Regions from separate parts of the Zea mays genome. Here region 2 is linked to region 1. Evidence: chromatin contacts called from public Hi-C data. All regions are on one chromosome and are shown on one strand. Each heading gives the region's core, a stretch centred on a gene start, on an enhancer-like site or on the middle of the called end of the contact. The rest is flanking DNA. Distances are from core to core; before and after follow the strand shown. Region 1 has its middle 4.4 kb from the start of LOC111590883. Region 2 holds the start of LOC100382937.

Evidence for each region. Hi-C and Micro-C count contacts between places; a contact is called where the count stands out from the background.
Region 2: a contact with region 1 is called in a Hi-C map of tassel, with 7 times the contacts expected there. The contact joins the promoter of LOC100382937 here to the enhancer-like site in region 1. A contact is called at or near these places in 3 of 25 Hi-C or Micro-C datasets (leaf, leaf mesophyll and tassel).

What each region holds. Positions count from the first base shown.
Region 1 is chr2:135,623,205-135,627,965 of Zm-B73-REFERENCE-NAM-5.0, reverse strand. No RefSeq gene overlaps it. Among protein-coding and RNA genes, the nearest start is that of LOC111590883, 4.4 kb to the left of the region's middle. Within about 2 kb of position 2,120, at least 14 of the 20 cell types and tissues checked have an H3K27ac peak or open chromatin away from gene starts, as enhancers often do. A contact at or near this core is called in leaf, leaf mesophyll and tassel, where this site is marked.
Region 2 is chr2:136,131,697-136,136,803 of Zm-B73-REFERENCE-NAM-5.0, reverse strand. It overlaps LOC100382937, which reads right to left and starts at 3,300. Exons shown (of 9, transcript NM_001175623.2): 1 at 2,440-3,300; 2 at 757-850; 3 at 596-663; 4 at 359-493; 5 at 130-252. The coding sequence starts at 3,192.

The DNA.
Region 1 (4,761 bases), core at 871-3,370:
GCATGCTTGTTAATATTGTTGCTGAACTCCTATTCATTGTGAAATCCCTTTGCAAAAACCTAATAATGTTGCTGCTGTGAAGGATCAGAGGGTCTAGGACATGAAGCTAACAATACCAGTCATATTCTTCCCTTGTATATTTGTTTAGTTTATTTTTTGAACGTAATGGCAGGAGTTCTGCCTTTCAATTAAGAAGAATGGAATTGGTCCTGTTTTAAGGAAAACCGGCCCGAAACCTACACAGAGTGCACAAACCACCCAGTCACGGCAGTCCCCTACATAAAAGCCCATCTAGAGTCATCGTTGCCGAGCAGCTCCGACTCCAAAAGACGGGCCACACATGACCAAAGGAACTCGACGACGCCTACACCGAAAATTTGATATAGGAGGAAGACCGCAGTGTGCCGTCGTTGCCAAGCCTTAACACCTCATGCGAGGCAACTCCAAATCTTCACCAATGAGCTTGATCCTTCGCCCCGCCCTTGGTGTTTGCCTAACATCGGAAACAATCTAGCTCACGAAGAAGGGGGTTTCGCCTCAAGTCATAGTTACCGTGCCACATCGCCTAACATAGGGCCTGTTTGGTTCAGCTTTTTTCTGACCAGCTTTTCTGAAAATCTGGCTGCGGGGAGAATCTGGTTGTGGGGAGAATCTGAGTATTATTACGATTACGTGTGAAGAAAGATAAAGTTGTTCATAAGGTTCAGAATCTAGAAAGTGACGGATTCCTACTATTACAACGACTCAACCGATTATGTGTTTATGTTAATTTTGGATGGTTTTTGCCCAACAAATTTTATAGAAGCTGGCTGAAAAGCTGAGCGTTTGGCAGTCCGCAGCAGCTTTTGGTGGCCAGAAGCTGCCAGAAGCCGAAACAAACAGGCCCATAACGCTCTCGTACGTTAGCACTATAAGCTTCTAATAGTAATATTGTTTTCCTTGGATTTTTGTAAAATCAACACTCGGCTCATGGCAACTCAATGGATATGATTTGCTGTAAACGGAAATGAAGAAACGCCTCAGGAATGTGACGGGGTTCAGAAGCCCCACCAAGAGTATCGTGGAATGAAAATGTTTCTATGGCCGGTTTTCCAGCTAAGTATCCTACTCACACTTTCTTAGGTGGTGATTATGTAACTACGGATATATAGAAGCGGCAGCGCTTAGATTACTTTTGTACCTGTGTCCTGCCTCAATACTCTGCATTCAGTAAGACAGAGAGAAATGCAGTTTGGAATAACGAAGGCCAAAACAAAGCCAAACCTTACAGACCTGCAGCAGGCGTCGGTAGGACACAACAGTTGAATTTGTTCACCCTGTTGCCAATACAGACAAACATATATGGATAATGTATGAACTGTAGCCATGCATTCCCCAGGGCTGGTCCATTCATTTGATCACACAAATACACAGTTTTATAGCGGAAACTATATTGTTCATAGAGTGAAGCTTGAATATAAATACAGAGATGTGGATGCGTAACGAGATAGTCTGACAATGTTGATGACAACCATGTGCTTGCAACACTGACATGCCCAAGGGAGAGATAATGGACACGCCCAGCAATGTTAAACTCCTAGAGTCCATGTATTCATATCGGTAGATTGTTGGAGTTCCTCTTATGCTTGGGCAAAGCACCGTATAATTAGACTCCAAATTGTAAGATGTGTAGCCATTGTCTCGAATAGGATCGGAAACACATCTAAAAATAATATAGTTTTAAACATCCTCTTGGAGCTGCTCTAACAGTATATATGGAATAATGGAAGAAGAGGGATTGTTCCAGACTGTCCAGTGGTTGAAGTCAGCCACACACACGTACATCTAGACTCGAGCCAAGACAGAAGAGCCAATGCATCCTTCATATGCGAAAATGGCTACTACTACTAGACTAGACACACTCTCTCCTGGGAGCCAAGACAGTCTCTCCAGCTTGTATGCATGCATACAAGCATTTCGATGTTCTGATGTGTGTGCGAGCGAGGGTGACGTCGACGCCACTTTGTCACTGGTTTTGCATGGTCGTACGGGTCATCATTGGCGCAGCATGATGGCAACGTACGTGTGGATCTTGCTTTGTAGATAGGACACGGGAGGGAGAAGCGGTTGCGTGCGTGGTGCCCGGCTGCTTTCTGCAGTGTTTGTGCGGTCTTGTCAGTTCCTGTCCGTCTCAGTTAACGTACTCTCACTCTGGTGCGGCAACGTGAAGACGACAGAGATTCCGACGACAACGCATTAACTCTAAGCGCGTTCTCTAATGGCGTATTATCGAGAGAAAGGCCTCGATCGCTAATTAATCAAGAGATTGAGCGATAGATACAGCAGGGCAGATTTCTCCGTGGTACTTTCTTCACACGGTAGGGAGCGATACACTAGATAATCAGCCGATAGATACCCGACGACGACGACGTCAGAGTGTATGCATGCTATGGTTTCGGTGGTAGTATTTCAGTCACTCAGCATGCATGTGTGAAGTGTGAACAGAGAGATCCTGATGATAAAATTACACATGGAAAGAATATATATATCCATTCCATCCGTATACCAAGAACACGTAAATAAAGCATAACGCGGCGAATTGGCGATGGCTGCAAGGGACAGGCACTGCCGGCCGGCCTTATTTTTAGTCCGACCGGCCGGTTGGCTCTTTTCCTGTTGAACAGATCAATGGCCACGTGTGCGTTTGTGTGATGCGTGCTTGGTGTCAGCCAGAGAGCTTCTACCCGTTCTGTCATTTCATGCTCGTGGTAAACTGGTTTTGGATTTATTTGCCTCAATCCTTACCCCTTAAGGTACTCGATCTCTCGTCAGCTTCAGCTTTATTTGGTTCCTTTTGCTTGCTTTTTCTTTCTTCTTCTTAGACTGATTCCAACATAGCAGCTAAATAGACCCACAAAGCTAAAATAGCTGTCCACGAGCTACTGTAGCAGTACAAAACACCTTCCAACAGGGCAGCCAAACAAGCTAGACAAAAAGGATGGAAAGAGAGAGGAAAATCATAATAGCTTGTACTGTGGCTGGCAGCCATTTCCTTTTTCTGTGTCTGAGAACATGACCCCACCATCTGCTCCATTTGTTGGACTATACTACCGCTGCTTTTTTGCCTGTGTTGTTGAAAGCGTATACCATATGGCTGGGACAGGCAAACCAGAGACGCTAGCCAAAGGCTTGAATGGCTGCTCGATTTGCATGGCCTCTGTTGGAGTCAGTCTTAGGTCCTAGTTGGTTCACGTATTTGTAACGTCACGAATAATTGATAACATTAAACCATGTTTGTTTAAATCCATTCATAATCAGATACCACGCTTGAAACTGATACTGGCCTAGTCAAACTTATTATTATTGGTATTCAAGTGTGAACCATTACTGTTGCCATTTACGTTAACAACACTTTAGTTCTTAGCACACAAGTTAAATGTATTATATCTATTTAATTTTTGAGAGTTGAGACTATATAGCAGGAAATAAACACAACAACACTGTGCACGATTTTCAGCAGCCAAAATTATTTTCGGCGGCCAGGTAAGTTAATATTTTTAGCGGCATAGCTTGACCGCCGAAAATAAGCTTATTTTCGGTGGCCTCTGACACAACCGCCGAAAATAGCTTCTTATTTTCGGCGGCCCGAGCATTCAGTTTTTAAAACGGCTCTCCCGACTCCTCTCTTCTCTTTATTTCTTTCTCACCCCGCGCCGCTCGCTCTCCTCACTCGGTCGCTCCTGCCGTCGCGTCCTGCCGCGCGCCGACCCCAGCCCCGCCGACCCGCCCGCCGCGCTGCCCGCACCGCCGCCACCGTCGTCCACTGTCATCCTCCGCTACCGTGGACCGCCCGCGTCGAAGCTCTACTCCTCCCACCCACTTCGCCATCGTCGCCGAGCTCTTCGCCATCCAAAGGTAATTTTTTGTGTATTTTATTCATATTTTCAGCGGTCGTTATTTAATTGCCGTCGAAATTAGTATATATTTGTAATTATGTTTGTTTGATTAGTGTGTGTGATTAGTATTATTGTTTAGTTTGATTTCATTAATATATTAGTGGTATATGTGGTTTAGGGATTAGTGGCATATTGCATTTGTGGTATTAATTTCATATTAATATTACATTATTAATTATTAGTTTTACAAGTACATTATATTGGTATGTAGAATAGTTGCATTATTAGTGTATGTGGTAATTAGTTTGATTTGATTAATATTATATCATTCTTTGTTTTATATATAAGTAATATATTGTTTACTGGCAGCGATGTTATGCTGCCGAATTTTCGGCGGGTCCTGCTAGCTTGCTGTGGGTTTAGAACCTATCATTGCCTATACATGTAGGACCGAAACCTTTGACGAAGTTGAATAATGTTTTCATGATATGGTTCGGTTTAATAGTCTCAGGCATGGTTGAAGATCGTGCATGGATGTACAATGGCTAAAATAGAAATGGACGTCATTCTGATGATTGGGTAGCCAAGACCAAAGATTTTGTGGACCACGTTTTCGACAGCAACTATTTTTGGCAGGCCTTGTTTTCGGCGGCTGTTCAGGTGGCCGCCGAAAATACCCTATTTTCGGCGGATATGTGTCAGCCGCCGAAAGACAACAGTTATTTTCGGCGGCTGATCACTGGCCGCCGAAAATAAAGGCTTATTTTCGGCTGATTTTTTCTGGCGGTCAGGAGCCGCTAAAAATAATCATAAGGCCGCCGAAAATAGCTTATTTTCGACGGCAAAGGCCTTATTTTTAGCGACTCCTGACTGCCGAAAATGACTG
Region 2 (5,107 bases), core at 2,051-4,550, 510 kb before region 1:
CTTCGTCTTGAAATGTATGCACTATAATAGTATAATGTAAAGTACAGAATAGTAGACTCCATGGAGAACCTGCTTATCATACACTTTACCTAGAACAGAAAGCATGTAAACAACCTTATATATATTCACCTCATCCTGTCGAATCTCCACACCACGCAACAATAACTGACCATCTTTCCTGAACTTTGTGATCTTAATGGTAAATTTTCCAAAAACAGCCTGTCCCTTGCTCAATGGTAGATACTCATCACACTGTAATTATTCGAACGTGGATACTATTTAAAATTATATTATCAATTAAGAGGAAATAGCTAATAAATTTCAAGTTCAAAAACAAGATTATGTTGTATCTTAGCACCTTAAGACCATCAAATTTGGTGAGCATAACAATCACAGGACAGTGGTTCTCATATACCATCTGCCAAAAATCCTCAATTGTATTGGCAAGTGGTCCTTGAGTAGAAATGAACTTCGTTAGATTTCTGCCAGCAATCTGCAAAGTTTATATGACACAAGTCAGACAATGATTGGAGTTACTAGACCAAAAATGAAACATGCGTAAAAAAACAAATACGAAGAAAGATGCCAATTTGACCTCTATATGGCTGGCATTGATGTAATCATTGCCTGTTGAAGACTCTAACTGTACCCTGCTTTGATCAACTACAGAAAAGAAATCAAGTTAAACAAAATTAATGATTTGATACCGGATCTTCCTATCTACACCTGCAACCCTGTACAAGTTCATGGGCTTACATGGCAACACATCAGTATAGCGGTTTCTTCCCCTATTTTCTTGTTTCCGAGCAACACTAAATTTTTGCACTGACTGAAGCTCTGTTCTTATATCCTGAAAATAAGGTTGTTTGGCTTAGTCCAAAGAAATATACTATGACCATTAACTTGTAAAGCTTTACAACAACAACAACAAAAATCTTGCTTTGACAATTTGGAAGAAATGAAAAAAAAACAAATCGTGGGGGATGTTGTTGGTGTGTGTTGTATCTCTAAAACTTCTATTTTAGTGAAGCAATACATAGCTCTCTTGCATATTCGAGAAAACAAAATGAAAGGAATGGAAGTGTGATTTCTTGGTACTTTGAATTAACCCCCAAAAAAGCATTAAGAAGTTCTATCTCTTTCACCGAAATAAATTCACATAATGAGTTTACGCACTTGCAACAGCAATGTGCTAACAGCAAATAATTCTGCTGTTTATACAGAATTTAGTATTAGCTGGAATCAGTTCTACCTCAAGAACATCTCCTTCTAATTCAAATGATTAGAAGATCAATTTACATGAAGTAAGCAAGAAGCATGGGGACTATGGAATCATGTCTCGAAAGCGAAGCTATGAACAATGAGAAAAACTGGTTCGCAGAAGAGGACAGACAGGGAGTATAGTTAGAGCAGGTTTTGCAATTGTTTGCCTAAGTGCTACTTTGACTGAAGCAGTATTGTGAAGCTACAAGCATCTACTCATCCAATACGTTTTGCTGGTCTAAATCTTAGGTTCGAAGTGAAGATAATGTTACACGCTATGTTATGATGCAGTTCAGGAAAGCCAAAGGCCCAAGACTTATCATTGTAATCAACTAATCGTCATGTCCAAGACTTATCATTGTTATCAACTAAACGTTGTGTCCAAGACTTATCATTATGTCTGTATAGTGTACATCATAGCCTACCTAGACGCTTCACATAGAAGTAATCTACACAGGTCTAAGAGCATCTCCAACAATTCGTCAACATGATGTCTTAAATTAAAATATATGGCACCCTCTCGAGTACCTCAAATATACTACACCGCAGTGTGCTGCTCTATAATCTAGATTTGACCCTTTACTGTTGGAGCAGAATATTTTGTTGATGCCCTGAATTCTATAAATTATACTCATTTTCAAATTATAGAGCATTTTTATAGGTCACGCTGTTGGAGGTGGGAGATCTCACAGCGAGAACATATCTAATGCACATGAAAGATTGGTGCACATATTAAATCATCACCACTCATTTTAGATCTAATGTCTCTGGTTGTTTGGTATATTTTGCTAAAAACACCCTCCAAAGTGGTGGTGTGTAGTGGTGGAAGGTGTTATTTGTAAATTGAATGATCAACCAGAGACGTTAGATCTAAAATGAGTGGTGATGATTTAATATGTGCACCATGTGCACCCATCTTCTATGTGCACTAGATATGTCCTCTCTCACAGCAGGCTCATGGAAATAAACAAAATTCGCCCTCTGGGTTCTTTTGGCACACCAATTCTGCTGGGATCCTCAGCTCATGGTAATGCAGTTAATTAAGGTTTACTCATGTCCCCTTTTTAAAGTAGAACTGAAGAAATGATGTACATACAGTAGCTAGGAAATCCTAATTTTGGCGCACAATTCCCTCAGTGACAAGAGGCGGGCGGAAGAGGGGAGATATAGATATACCGGGAGGCTACGAAACTCCTTGGTAAGCGTGGCGGGCTTCCCGACCTTCTTGTCGAGCGCCTTCAGCGCCTGCTTGCAGAGCCTCACCTCGTCGGCCGTGAGCAGCTTGGGGGGCGGGTCAGCGTCCGGGTCGAGCGGGTCAAACTCCGCCGCCGGCAGAGAAAGAGGAGGCGGAGTCGACGAGCGGCGGCGAGGGGCGGGGCCCCTGCCACCCCTCAGCGGCGTGTTCCCCGTGGCTTCGGTCTCGCGGCGGCGGCGCTTGGAGGCGTGGATGGTCGGGGGTGAGGGGGAGCTGGCGGGAGAGGCCGCGGGGGGAGTCGTCGGGGTCGCCGTGGCGGACGGTTTAAATAAAGCGGACGGCAGCAGGCCGCGGAAGTGGATGGGTTGGAATTCTCTGTGGTGATATGGGGTGGAAGATTTGACTTCGGAGGCAAGAAGACGACGGGTGGGTGACGCTGACGGCGACGAGAGCCGCGGGTGACGCTCGCTCGCTCTAGATCCGACGCGGAGCAGGTGGCCAGGCGCCGGCGGCGCGCGGGAAGGGACAGCACCAGCAGCGGGCTCGTCCTCGTTTTGAAATGGTGGCTTCTGCTCGCGGTTGCACGGGAGGGGAACCGGGGTGAATGGAATGGCGGACTCGACGGCGACTCGGCGAGGCGAGAGCCGAGAGGATACACGCAACGGAAAAGTAAAGCCGCTCACTGGATTCGAAACCGCCAGCAGTGGTGGGCCCAGGCCTACCATCAATGTCATGGTCTATGCACCTAGGCTATTTTCAATTGACGTTCTTTTTTATTTGTTGTGCTTTATTTTTATTTATTTATCGTGTTTTATTTTTTTATTTGTGGCGTTTTATTTTTAAAATAAACTTGCTGATGTAGCAAGGTATTTAATAAGATATTCGAGAACGAAAGTAGTATTCATTAATAATATAATATATAGAAATCTTTGTTGGTGTGACAAGGTATTTAATAGGAGTGAGAATTAATTGTATCTTAAGTAAGATACTTTTTTGACACAATATCTTAGGTTATGGTAAAAAAATGTTTGAGTCCATTCTTATCGACACAACATCACAACAATTAAATAGTTAAAACATATGCGTATGATACTGTTGGGGCCTTCTATGCCGAAGATCACTTGCCTAACCATTTTACTTCGACACAAGCTAGTGTGTTTTAGGAATATCTCTACTAATGGACGAAGCCAACCTTCGGCCAGGAAGACGTGCAGAGTAGCTTCGCACATGACGATCACTTGAAACTCGAAGATTAACGAGTGCACTTCAGAAATGTTCTTATAGGAGTACGAAGCCAAGCTTCGACAGAGAGCGACATACAAAAACACTTCATCTATATGCAAGCGGTAAAGACAGTGGCCGAAGACAGCAGCTTCAGCCAAATACTGAAAGAAAGAAGCAACTGAATGACGAAGGCTGGGACTCGTGGAGTCAAGGACGAAGAAAAGTACGTTGTTGCCCCTAAGTTGTTTGTAAATGACTTATGTAAAATTGGATGGATATTATTGTAAATCCATACTAGGTCAGTTCATCTCCCCTATAAATAAATGAACAGTACCTCGCATAAAGTACCTTTAGCTAGGTGCTACAGCTTCGCATAACTCAGCCTCTGAAACACCTTCGCGCTATCTTGCATCAAGAAGCCGAAGGTATGATTGTAAGCTTGTTTTGTATGAGAAGAGAAATAAGATGCTAAGGCATATGAGACGAGTTCTCATATCTCACTTTGTCATACTCTTCGCATTCTATTTGATTACATTCAACCTTCGTCCTCGAAGAGTTATCCTGGAGAGACAACATTTCAAGGACGAAGGCTTCTACCTTTTAACATTGTGTTGCCTTGTTTTTTATTCCATATAGCAATCGAAAACAAATGACCAACATTGGCGTCCACCTTCATATATCTCACAACCATGACAACCTTCATCACGATGAAGAGCATGACAAACCATCAAGCTTTGTCAACTTCCATGGAGAAGCTTACTCTCCCCATTATCGGGGGCTCAAGCTTCGAACCCAGTAATAAAAAGCAGAAGAAAGAAGCCAAAGAAGGGTACAACATGTTGGTGTCCAAGGACCCTTAATCAGGGCCAGATGGTCCCACATCTCCATTACTTTTTCTCAGGATGATCTTCGTCTCAAATATTACCCACACAGACATGCCATGGTTATCTCTTATGTAATCAAAGGTTTCGTAGTGCACAATGTTTTGGTTGACACAGGTAGCGCTGCAAATATCATATTTGTCAAGGCTTTCAGGCAAATGCAGGAGTCCGAAGATAAACTACAAGACTCAACCTTTCCTCTATGTGGCTTCGAAGGGCAGCAAGTAATGGCTTTGGGAAAGTTAATCATGCTCGTCATCTTCGGCTATGTCAACAACACAAGGACAGAAGATATCATGTTTTATGTCATTGATATGGAATTCCCATATAATGCAGACCTTGGGAGAGGTACACTTAATGCCTTCGAAGCAGTTTTGCATTCAGCCTATCTTTGCATGAAGATACCTAGCAACCAAGGAATCATATCGGTGGATGGTAGTCAAGAAGCTGCAAGGAAGGCAAAGGGAATATTGAAGATACAAAAATAGTGTACAACATTGATGAGACCGAAGCCTGGACCCAAGTGGCAGAGAAGCAAATCAAA